Regions from separate parts of the Mus musculus genome. Here region 1 is linked to region 2. A link is a contact called in public capture Hi-C data. All regions are on one chromosome and are shown on one strand. Each heading gives the region's core, a stretch centred on a gene start, on an enhancer-like site or on the middle of the called end of the contact. The rest is flanking DNA. Distances are from core to core; before and after follow the strand shown. Region 1 holds the start of S100b (S100 protein, beta polypeptide, neural). Region 2 holds the start of Ggt1 (gamma-glutamyltransferase 1).

What was found. Capture Hi-C pulls out chosen DNA fragments and counts their contacts.
Region 1: a capture Hi-C map of macrophages shows a contact between it and region 2, with 8 times the contacts expected there. The contact joins the promoter of S100b here to the promoter of Ggt1 in region 2. A contact is called at or near these places in 10 of 39 promoter capture datasets (the C10 cell line, embryonic stem cells, frontonasal cranial neural crest and 6 more) and 1 of 9 other capture datasets (macrophages).

The regions. Positions count from the first base shown.
Region 1 is chr10:76,252,112-76,257,494 of GRCm38.p6, reverse strand. It overlaps S100b (S100 protein, beta polypeptide, neural), which reads right to left and starts at 3,659. Exons shown (of 3, transcript NM_009115.3): 1 at 3,537-3,659; 2 at 323-468. The coding sequence starts at 460.
Region 2 is chr10:75,561,386-75,566,956 of GRCm38.p6, reverse strand. It overlaps Ggt1 (gamma-glutamyltransferase 1), which reads right to left and starts at 2,825. Exons shown (of 15, transcript NM_001379537.1): 1 at 2,699-2,825; 2 at 2,052-2,136.

The DNA.
Region 1 (5,383 bases), core at 2,410-4,909, 690 kb before region 2:
GTTTGCCTGCTAAGCGTTCTCACCGGCCTTGTTCTGTTTTAAGAGATGGCCCAGGCTGGCTTCCTGCTTCCACCTTTGAAGTACAAGGACTACAGATGCGTGCTGACGTATCCTAAGTGTCACTTGTGAGTGGCTTACAATTCTCTTCTGCTGCCCTCACCCATGGATCCTTAGATTCAAGGGATAGAAACAGCCCCTCTGAGCTCATACTCCAAGGGCTTAGCCATTCAAACTAATATCCAGAAGCAACCCAGGGTCTGGATACAGAGACAGGAGCAGACATAAGGACCATTTCTAGTGCAGCTCAGAGATGGTCTCTTACCTCCAGGAAGTGAGAGAGCTCGTTGTTGATAAGCTCCTTCAGTTCTGACTTCTTCAGCTTGTGCTTGTCACCCTCTCGCCCGGAGTACTGGTGGAAGACATCAATGAGGGCAACCATGGCCTTCTCCAGCTCGGACATCCCGGGAGCTGCAGAGGAAGGATACGTTTTCATGTTTTCTACCCTGTTCTTTGGAGAGCTTAATACGTTGTTCTCAGGCCTCAGCTCAGATGAGGGGTAGAGAGGCCTACCAGGGAGAGGCATCCTGGGATCCACGCTGACCAGGGTTCATCCTCTTTTGCCCAGGCCCACCCTGTCCCTTCTATGTCCCCATAGGCTACAGAGCGAAGTTTCCAAGACCATTGGTTTCTGGTTGGGTTTGGCCAATGAGAAACTAGCAAAGATGCTAATGCAAAGCATTAGGGAATGACTCCGGGTCTTCCTGGTGGCTATTCCCAATCCCAGAGGTCTCCAGGATATACCATCAGCTGATGGATTTAAGAAAGACACTAAGATGACTAGTAACAAGTAAATATCTACCTGTACACACGCACACACACACACACACACATCACTATCAGTGAACCATTTTTAAAATGCAGTAACAGCTTCCTCATACAGCAATAATATCAGGGGTTAGGAGGAAAAATGCAGGTACTTCCAAAAGATTCTGAGGAACAAGATTAAGAATGTTCTGGCTAGTTTTATATCAGCTTGGCACAAGCTAAAGCCCTTTCTCAGAGACAGGAACCTCAATTAAGAAAAACGCCCTCATAAGATCCAGCTATAGAGCATTTTCTTCAGTAGTGATCGATGAGGGAGGGCTGAGCCCATTGTGGGTGGTGCCATCCCTGGGCTGGTGGTCCTGGGTTCTATAAGAAAGCAGGCTGAGCAAGCCAGTAAGCAGCATCCCTCCATGGCCTCTGCATCACCAGCTCCTGCCCTCGGGATCCTGCCCTGCTTGAGTTCCTGTCCTGAATCCCTATGATGATGATCTGTGATGTGGACGCCAAAGCTGAATGGCCCTTCCTCCCCAACTTGCTTTTTGGTTATGGTGTTCATCTTAGTAATAAAAACCCTAACAAAGAGCTTATTTTCATTTGAATTAATATATTAGTTTAAGATGTATAAATAAAATATGAGTGAGGTTTTTTTGGGGGGGGATGGGGGACAAACCAAAAATATATATATAAAAAATAAAGACTGTAAAATTCCTGTACCAAGTTTTTGAAAACTACCAGTGAAGTGACCTTGCAGAAACACGTACTCCAAGGTCATATGGTTCTCCTGGCATCCTGACAGGGCGACGGAGGCCCAGCCCTGAGTTCTGTGCTTGCTTCATTGGCCTGGCCTCAGAGTACAGCAGCTTCTTTGTGAACAGGCATGCATGCCTGAGAGAAGCAAACAGCCTTTGCAGTGGGCACCTGATGCCACAGCCACAGCCCGGGGATTCAGGGAGGGCCGCTCGATTATCTGAGGAACTTCATTAACATTAAGCCATTAAGGGTGGCTCTGGGATCATTTTAGAAACCAGCCTCTTAGGCAGAGACATTTGGCAGCTCCTAGCCTCGAGTTCTGATCCTTAAACCAGAACCTGCACTGTCATAATTAAACAAAGGTTCAAAAGTCATTTCCATGTTGAACATGTTACATTTTAGAATACAACTTTCGTAGCTTTTTACATTTTTATTAAGGATCTCCCAAAAGAAACGAAGGTTTTCGCCCTGTATTGGCTCTCTGGTTCTTTGGTTTGTTCATGTTTTCCAAAGACACCTGAAGTACCTCATATAAGAAGAACAACCCAGATAGACAAAATGTAACATTCTCTCTTAGTCTCTTAACTTGAGTTTTTAGTTACTGTTGGTCTTTTAGCTAAAAGAAAATCCTATGTGTCTGGGTGTTTTGCCTACAGGTATGTCTCTGTAGCGTGCATGCCTGGTGCCCGCAGAGGCCAGAAGAAGGTGTTAGATCACTGGGAACTGGAATTACAGTCAGTAATTCCATGTGGATGCTGGACTGAACCATCTCAACAGCCCCGGTTACTGTTTTTGTTTGTCTTTTTTTTTTATGAAAGAAAATATGTTTAGTCCCATGGGGAGGGGAGGGAGGAGAGGGGAGGGAAGGACAGGCACAGAATTATCTGCCCTTTTTCCTTTTTAGATTGAGATGGGGGTCTCACTGTCCCCAGATTCTCTTCTAAATAATGATCTCCTTGTCTCTACTCTCCCAAGGGTTGGCTCATACCCAGCACAGTTATTGATTTAAAAAAAAAGTCTTCAGAGATTCTGTGTCATACTGATACTGCTCAAAGTCCTAACGGCTGGGGGAGGGAGAGCTAAATGATCTTTTTGTGGATAAGGACTAAGACTTAAAAGTAAATGGTGAAACACCATATCCCATAGGCAAAAAATAAATAAATAAATAAAAATTTATTTTTTCATGACTATATTAAAAATTCAAAAATCTCCCTATTCTTTCAACTAAGGAAGCATTGGTTTGTTGTCTGCCTTCTAAGACAAACGGATGAGTCTTTATAAAGAAACACAGGGCTGGAGCTTCTTGGGATGGCACTGCCTGTAAGGTGAGGGGTCCCCACAGAGACCACCCTTCCCCAGGAGGGATGACAGGAAAGTCAGGAGCCACCCCCAAACCTTCATCTCTCTGTCCCAATTCATAATGATTTGAAAAGTTTCAACTGCTTTGGATTTTTCTTTTTTGAGCAGTGTCTGGAGATGTAGCTCTTGGCGTTTCGAATAGGAAAACTGGAAAAGCTCACAGGGGTGCTCCAGGGACCCCGGGAAAAGTTGCCATGAAGAAAGGGGAGCTGCGGTTGGAGATTTGGGGTAACCCTATTCCAGGAAAGGAAATCCTTCCCTTAGGACTCAGAGAAGACGCACTGTGCGCCATCTCCAAAAACATCGGCAGTCATTCTGAAGTTCTAACTATGGCCTAAGGTTTCCCTGGTTTAATGAAAACAAAACCAAAGACAATCCCCCCGCTGTAACACAGACACTGCATAGTCAGTGTCAGCCGCAGTCACAAGGAAACAGTAAAGGCAGCCTAATCAGCAGCTCTGAAATGCCACCAAATGTCCCCAAAGGTCTCTTAAAAAAAAAAATTCTTAAAGCTCAGTTCCCATTCTATCCCTGTCACCCCTCACCCTCCGAGGAAAGAAAAAAGCAGGTTTTCTCTTGGGTCCTGTCAGTGGCTTTCTCACCTCCTGGTCACCTTTGCTGCTGGAGTCCTCTCTGGCTTCAGTGTCCGAGTAACAGGAGTGTAGACAGAACAGCTTCTTATTCTTCCTGCAGAGAGAACTGGGTGTGGGCTTGGCGCAGTCCACTGCAGGCTGAGGCTGCCAATGGGGGCCAAGGATAGGGAGGAGTTAGACACCCAGGCCTGCATACAGGGCCCCATTGAGTGGTACCCTGGGGATCCACTGGGCAGCCACAACTGGACTTGATCTAGAAAGAATACGGGTCTGTTGGGTAGGAAGTGTAGAGTCAGCTTCTCTGCACCTTTTAAATGTATTACATGAACATTGGCCCAGTTCCAAAGGCAAGGCTGGGGTTGGGAAGAGGAGAGAGACAACGTGGGTGAATTGATTTAAACAGCAAATCTGCAGCCAAGAACTGGAAACTTCTCATGCTGAGTGCTGGAGACTGTGTGGCCCTGACTGGCTTCTAAGGAGGCCTCTTGAACATCTTGCTTGTCTGCCAGCTTCCTGGTCCCCTCCTGCAGGTATGCCATGCTGGGGCTGGTGATGCTGGGTAGTGGTTACCCCCAGACTCCTCTTTGAGCCCAGTATTCTCAGGGACCAGCATGCAGTAAGTTAGTTACATACTTAGTACTTGTTGCACCTAGGGAAAGACCTGCCAGCTCTTGTCTTGGGGCTCTCTCTCCCTACCCTGGTCAAAGGTTATGAGTTGTCTGAGCCAGAAATGCCTGTCCTGTGCTGTGCTCTTTTTGCATAGGGAAGAAATGTTGCACCTCTTGTCAAGGCACAAAATGACCCCAGAAAGCAGTCTGTTCCTAACTGCCTATCTTCAGCAGCACTACACCTGAGCTTCAAATGGCATCAATTGTGCGCTCTTGCCCAGAAATGAGCAGTTGAGCTGGAGAGATGGCTCAGAGGTTAAGAGCATTGGCTGCTTTTCCAGAGGTCCTGAGTTCAATTCCCAGCAACCACATGGTGGCTCACAATCATCTATAATGAGGTCTGGTGCCCCCTTCTAGTGTAGAGGTGTACATGCAAGCAGAACACTGTATACATAATATCTTTTTAAAAATAAAAATAAAAAAAAGAAATCAGAAGTGAGCAGTCCTTTTGAATAATCACACAGAAGCAATGGCCCAAGCTGACCAAGCAAGAGAGGATAGCTTAGTCACACTTCCCTTTGCCCCTCGTGTTCCAAGTGTCTGTGGGAAGAGCTACATGACAAAAGACACCCAAATATCACAGAGACCAAGGGGTTGACTAGACATGTTAGGGCTCCAGTAAAGCTTCTCCACCTTGAGGAAAGGGGGCAGTGTCTCTTAGCTTTGGGGCAGAGGTATAAACTCCTACTCTGGTTCCTCCCTATTACAGGGGGCAACTCACCATTTATCTACATGAGATCAAAGCCACTGGTTCACAAAGATTAGGTCCCCTACTCTTCTTAGTCCCCAGTAGACAATAAAAGGGAGACTCAGGGAGACCATGATAATCATGACTGGGAAGGTTCCCTCACTTTGTGAGGTTGCTCAGGGTACTGGATGATCAAGGCATCTCTAACCCCTCTCTGGCCATTTTTCAGTCAGTTACACTGACTTTAAGGAGAGATCTTCAAACCCCTGTGTGTGTGTGTCTGTGTGTGTGTTGATCATCAAATCCCAGACAAGCCCCTGCAAATGGTACAGGAGTCTTGGGTGAGGAGTCTCTGGTTCCTGTGGAATAGACAAAGAATTCTACATCCTGGAAAGAAGACACACTCAGGAAAATGAAGTGACAGTTAGAGAGCAAGATGGGCCGCCGAGGTCTGGCAGCTGGAGACCTGAAGTAGGAGACATAAAAGCAGTCCCTACAGC
Region 2 (5,571 bases), core at 1,576-4,075:
TCACAATCATCTGTAATGAGATCTGATGCCCTCTTCTGGCATGCAGGTGTACATGCAGATAGAGCACTCATATACATTATACAAAATAAATCTTAAAAAAAAAAAAGAGGGGGGCTGGAGGTTAAGAGCACTGACTGCTCTTCTGAAGGTCCTGAGTTCAAATCCCAGCAACCACAAGGTGGCTCACAACCATCTGTAACAAGATCTGACGCCCTCTTCTGGAGTGTCTGAAGACATCTACAATGTACTTACATTTAATTAAAAAAAAAATCTTTAAAAGAGAGAGAGAGAGAGACTGGCTACACTGGCTGCTCCTCCAGAGGACCCAGGTTCGAGTCTCATCACTTGCAAGGTAGCCCACAACTGTCTGTAACTCCAGTTTCAGGAGGTCTGATGCTCTATTCTGTCTGTCCTCCGGGGGCACCAGGCACACAAGCAGGCTACCGGCACACATACAAGCGGAAACACCACACACAGAAAATAAAAAACACACAGTGCTTTTGGCGGGGTGGGGAGGCCAGGGCCTAGAGAGGGAGCAGATGTTATGATGGGAGCCAGAGGAAAGGGTCAGAACTAGAGCTGAGACCAAACTGAGGTAGGAAGAAACCTGTAAGCTTAGAGGCTGGAGCTGGAGACTTCCTGAAGAGGCAGCTTCGGACAAGTCATGGGTGGTGTGGAGGAGGTCTCTTGACTTCCCTTGGCCTCACCCTTGAACTCTTAAGGTGTCAGGGCTGGAAAAGCCTACGTGCCTAGACCTTGAAAGTTCGGCTAGTCTGGACTTTGAGAACCCTGTGAGGCTGGTGAATATATCACCATGCTGGGTAACCCATTAACCCCGGCTTGCTCATTAAGACCCTTGCGGGTGTCTCTTTGCTCCTTGGTTTGCTCTGGGGAACTGGGCAGAGGGCAGCTGTGAGAAGGGGTGTTGGTGTGGACACTGGCCCAGCGGGGGCTCTCTGTGTGTTTAATTTCTGCAAGAGCTTTTGCTGGACAGTGTGGCCTAGGGCGGGGCTACACCACCTGCTCCTTTCATCTTAAGGTCACTCCTCTTTTAGGAGTTCATGCCCTGGGGGGACCTTGGCCAGGCAGGAGACTTAGGAACACATTTAGGGGGTGGCTTGGGGAATTACTCCAGCTCCCCTGCAGAGAAGTGGGTTCACAGTGGTCCCCAAGGCACTTCCTGTTTCAAAGGGCTTATCTTCCCGCACTCCATCTTAGAAAACCCGGTCCTAGTAAAGCCAGACTTGAGCTGTCAGTACCGGAAACCAAATGCTGGAGGGTTGCAGCTTAGTGGGTTGGGGAGGGGTTCAGCCAACCACTTCCTGAAACTCTCTTCGTACAGTCCAACCACACCCCATGGTAGTACTGACTTACCTGAATGTCAGGAAGCTCTGGGCAGGGCTTGAACCCCCAGTGGGTAAGGTTCACAGCTGAGGTCGATAGTCTAAACCTCAGAAGTCAGTTCAAGTAATTGAGATGGGTGGGTCCTTCCCTCCCCACACTCCGGTTCTCTTGGGACAGGATCTCCCTCCCCACCCTGAAAGCCAGCAACCCTGAGACTCCCCTGGTAAACTGGTGGGATGAAACTGACTTCAAATCCAAAGTCACAACAGCTTAATGAACGTGAGGATCACAGATTCTCAACCTTCCCTCTGATTTTCCAACACCCTAGAAAAGTCCACCCTTGGGGGGAGTTCTTCATCTCTAAAAGCAGCTGGCAAGTTCTCCCCTAGCGTCGAGCCCCAGCTTGTGACTCCTTCGGCTCATTTTGGATGGGTCTGGTCTCAGACCCTTCTAATCATCCCAGGCCACAGATCACAGATGCAGGGGACACCCATGCCCTGTGACTACCTGCATAGAGTGCCTGACCACACATAGACCACAATGACCAGACAGAAGAATCCGTAAATGGGCCACTGTTACCCAACGGTGTTGAGGAAGTACTCTCTGAATGACCACACCACAGCAAGGTCAGATTTTCTGCCTTCTGCCCCCCCCCCCCGCAAGCCTGGCTTTTTGGTGCTGCCCGTTCACCCCATCCCAGTACTCGCCTTTGGTGTGAGTGGAGCCTGTACTTAGCCAAGCGCGTGGGCCTCCGGGATGGTCAGCTTGTTAATTCCTGGGAGCATTCAGCATCTGGTGAGTGAAGTCCAACTCCAGAATTCATCAGCAGAATAACAGAAATGTGCACCCCATAGCTCCCGGTTTCATGCCTGACCTCCCTGAGAGCTGGGGACCTGGGAAACCTTCCCTTTCTGGCCTTGGTTTCCTCTCCAGAGAGGATCAAGGGAGCTTGAGGACTGGATGAAACAGACAGACTTCAGAAGGCTCCAGAGCTCTTCAAAGCCTCAGTGTTAGCCTGGCTCTGACTCCCAGCTCTGCAGTCACTTCTGCCCCCCTTCCTGCCCGCCCCCCTTCTCAGGTGGCATTTATTGTATCACCTGGTAATTATCTGTGCTGTCTGGCATCTCTAGGGGGGGCTGGGAGGGAAGCCCTGTCTTACCCATGTCCTGGTCTCCTCACTCCCGCCCCTACCATCACATGCCACAGTCTGCAGGAAAGCCAACTAACTCACTTGTGTCTCACAGCCTCCTGGACCACAAGGCAAGCAAGCACACCTGTCCACCCACAACCTCCCTGCGACTTAATTGGTACCTAAACCGCCCAACAATTTCCCTACACTCCGTCCTCAGCTTACCCAGAGCTCCCTTCCTCTTTACATCTTCCATGCTGAGCTATATCACATTGCACATAGAGTCCAAGTCTGAGCCACCCGCTGTGTCAGATGCCCAAGGTCAACAAGTCCTAACCTGAGCTAAGCAACTACCTTCCACAAACCTCTACCAGCCACAGAAGCCAGAGTCCAGCCCTTCAGAAGCCACCCCCTGCCTCTTCACTGGTCCCTTCCAATTGGTGTTATCTGTGACCTCCTCCAAGCCACACCTAGTACCCTCCCCCACCACTCCTATCACCTGGTGACGCTTGCTCACCAGTGGTTTGCAAGGCTGCTGTTACCTTAATGGAACATTTTCCTCTCCCGCTGGAAAACCCTTCAAAGGCCCCCATTTGCCCTGCAGAGAAATTCTTGCCTTGCTGGTGCCTGCCCCTGCCCTTTCTCTGCCCTCAATGCTCCTGCCAGGACATTTTACAGGCTAAAGTCGTCTTCCTTCAGACTCCGCTAACTTATGACACCTCCCAAAATCTTTCTTGGCTCCCAATTCTGAGGAAGTCTAGGCTGCATGCACAGTGCCCAGTCCTGAATGGATCGATGCTGAGGAGTGAATGGTTAGGCTCACTGTAAAGTAAGAAAGAGGGGCTAGGTGTGGCCCAAAGGTAGAACGATCGCCAAGCATGCCAAAGATCCTGGACTCAAATATCAGCACTGATAGGAGAAGAAAAATGTCACAGAAGATTAATCACGTTAAAGAATAAAGGCGCACTTATGCAACACTATGCTATGCCAGTCTCTAATCCTATAATGCCATCGCCATTTTACAGACAAGGAAACCGAGGGTTTCAGAGGCTTCTGTGGTGTCTTGTTTTTTTTTCCCCCTTCCACCAAGTTCATGCCCACTAGGGAGAGCTCAGAGTGTGACCTTATTTAGAAACAGAGTCTTCACAAGGTAATTAGTTCGGATGAGATCATACTGGATTAGGGTAGGCCCTAAATACAGTAATTAGTGGTCTTACAAGATGGCCGGTTGGGTAGTCGCACAGGGAAGACAGCCATGTGGAGTAGGAAGCTGAGGTCAGCGCGACACAAGTACAAGCCAAACAGCCTCAAGGATTGCCAGGAAGCTCAGAAGGAGGGGAGGCAAGGAAGGATATGGCCCCATAGTCCTGGGGGCAGTGGGGGAGAGGTGGGGAGCACGGCTCTGCTTACATTAGATTTCAGGCTCCCAATAACCGGGACTTGCTGTTTTAAGCCATTGAACTTGGGGCGCCAGGTTGAAACCATCACAGGACCCTACTTTGTCTATGGCTACACACTCGGCCAAGAGCAACACAGGGAACGGAAAGCCTCTTGCCGCCTTTCCTTCTGGGGAAACTCCGTCTGCAGGCAGAAGACCCATTCCTGACAGAGTAAGCTCAGGGAAATGGTCTCCACGGAGGATCTATCTGCCTCCTTCCTCCCAGAGAAGGTTTCAAAACCATTCGGTGGCTGGGCGTGGCAGGTCAAATCTACTTTGGAAGTAGATAGAGGAAGATCAGGAGTTCAAGGTCATTACCAGCTAAGTAACTGAAACCAGCCTAGGCTATGTGAGACTATCCCAAACAAACAAACAAACAAACAAACAAGGAACAACAAACAACAGAGACTGAGTCCTAGTCACGATTACCAGGAAGCTGGAGATGACCTGATTACAGATGACCTGGCCGAATTAACAGCCTTGAGTTGGTTTGAGTTTGGGCTTTCTGACTGTGTGAAAGAGACCAATGGTGGAGCTGGTTCAGTTCCATACCCTTCTGTATGTAGCCTTCCACCATACTTGCCAGGCACTCATATCTTGGCTTCCTCTCCACGCCTGATGGGTTACCTCACGAGTAGTGAAGGTCTCAGAACAACTGAGCTATAACTGCTGCCCATAACTTATCCACAAACAGTTCCCACGTGGGGCCTTATATGTCCCCACCAAGACCTGAAGTCTGAGGACATCCTCCCTCTCATACTCCCTGCCTCCCATGTATATAGTATTCTGCTTACATGCATGCAGAAGAGGGCATCAGATCCCAATACAGAGGGTTATGAGCCACCATGTGGTTGCTGGGGATTGAACTCGGGACCTCAGGAAGAATAATCAGTGCTCTTAACCACTGAGCCATCTCTCTAGTTCCCTGCCTCCCATTTTTTTATACCCCCATGGGTTTAGCTAAGGGTGACAAGGCTGCCATGAGGAACCCAGGTCAACCCTCTATGCCCAACATCATCCCCAGAGATTGAGAAGACAGCATCAGATCTCTGCCTCACTGTGGGATTGCCAACGAACCCTGCTGCCCAGGACAGCTCCTGGGAGAAGGGCCAGCAGCCTTCAGCTCAGTAGACTTGGGAAACCCGTGAGGTAGAATGATATCCTCACTCCAGAGGAGACAGCTCAGTCTATGGGGGCTCTTGTCCAAGTCACAGAAACAGTGCCCAAGAGCCAACTCACCTAGGCACCAGGATAGCAGGCGAACGAAAGCTCGCCCAGGGATCTGGGTCCAGAATTCACACTTCCTTTTTTCCTGGAAAAAAAGAAAAAGGTCCTCTAGGAATTTCTCCGCCAGGGAGAGTCACAGAGGAGGAGCTGGGTGTGGGGGCAGTCCTCTACCTGCCACAGGACTAAGTTCTAGGCATTGTGACACTTCCAGTCCAGGCCAGCTCCTTTCTTTCTAGCTTAGTGTCCAGCCTTCCCTCCCTCCCTGCTTTCTCCTCCCCCTTGGCTCCCACCTTCCTCTTCTCGCACTCCAAGGTATGATGCCTAGCCCTGGCTTAGCCTCCGGAAACAACACGGTCAGGATCTGGGAGGAATCCATGTCTGTCTCCAGCCCCGAGGATGCAGGGAAGAAGAGGGTTTACCTGGCTCTCAGCTC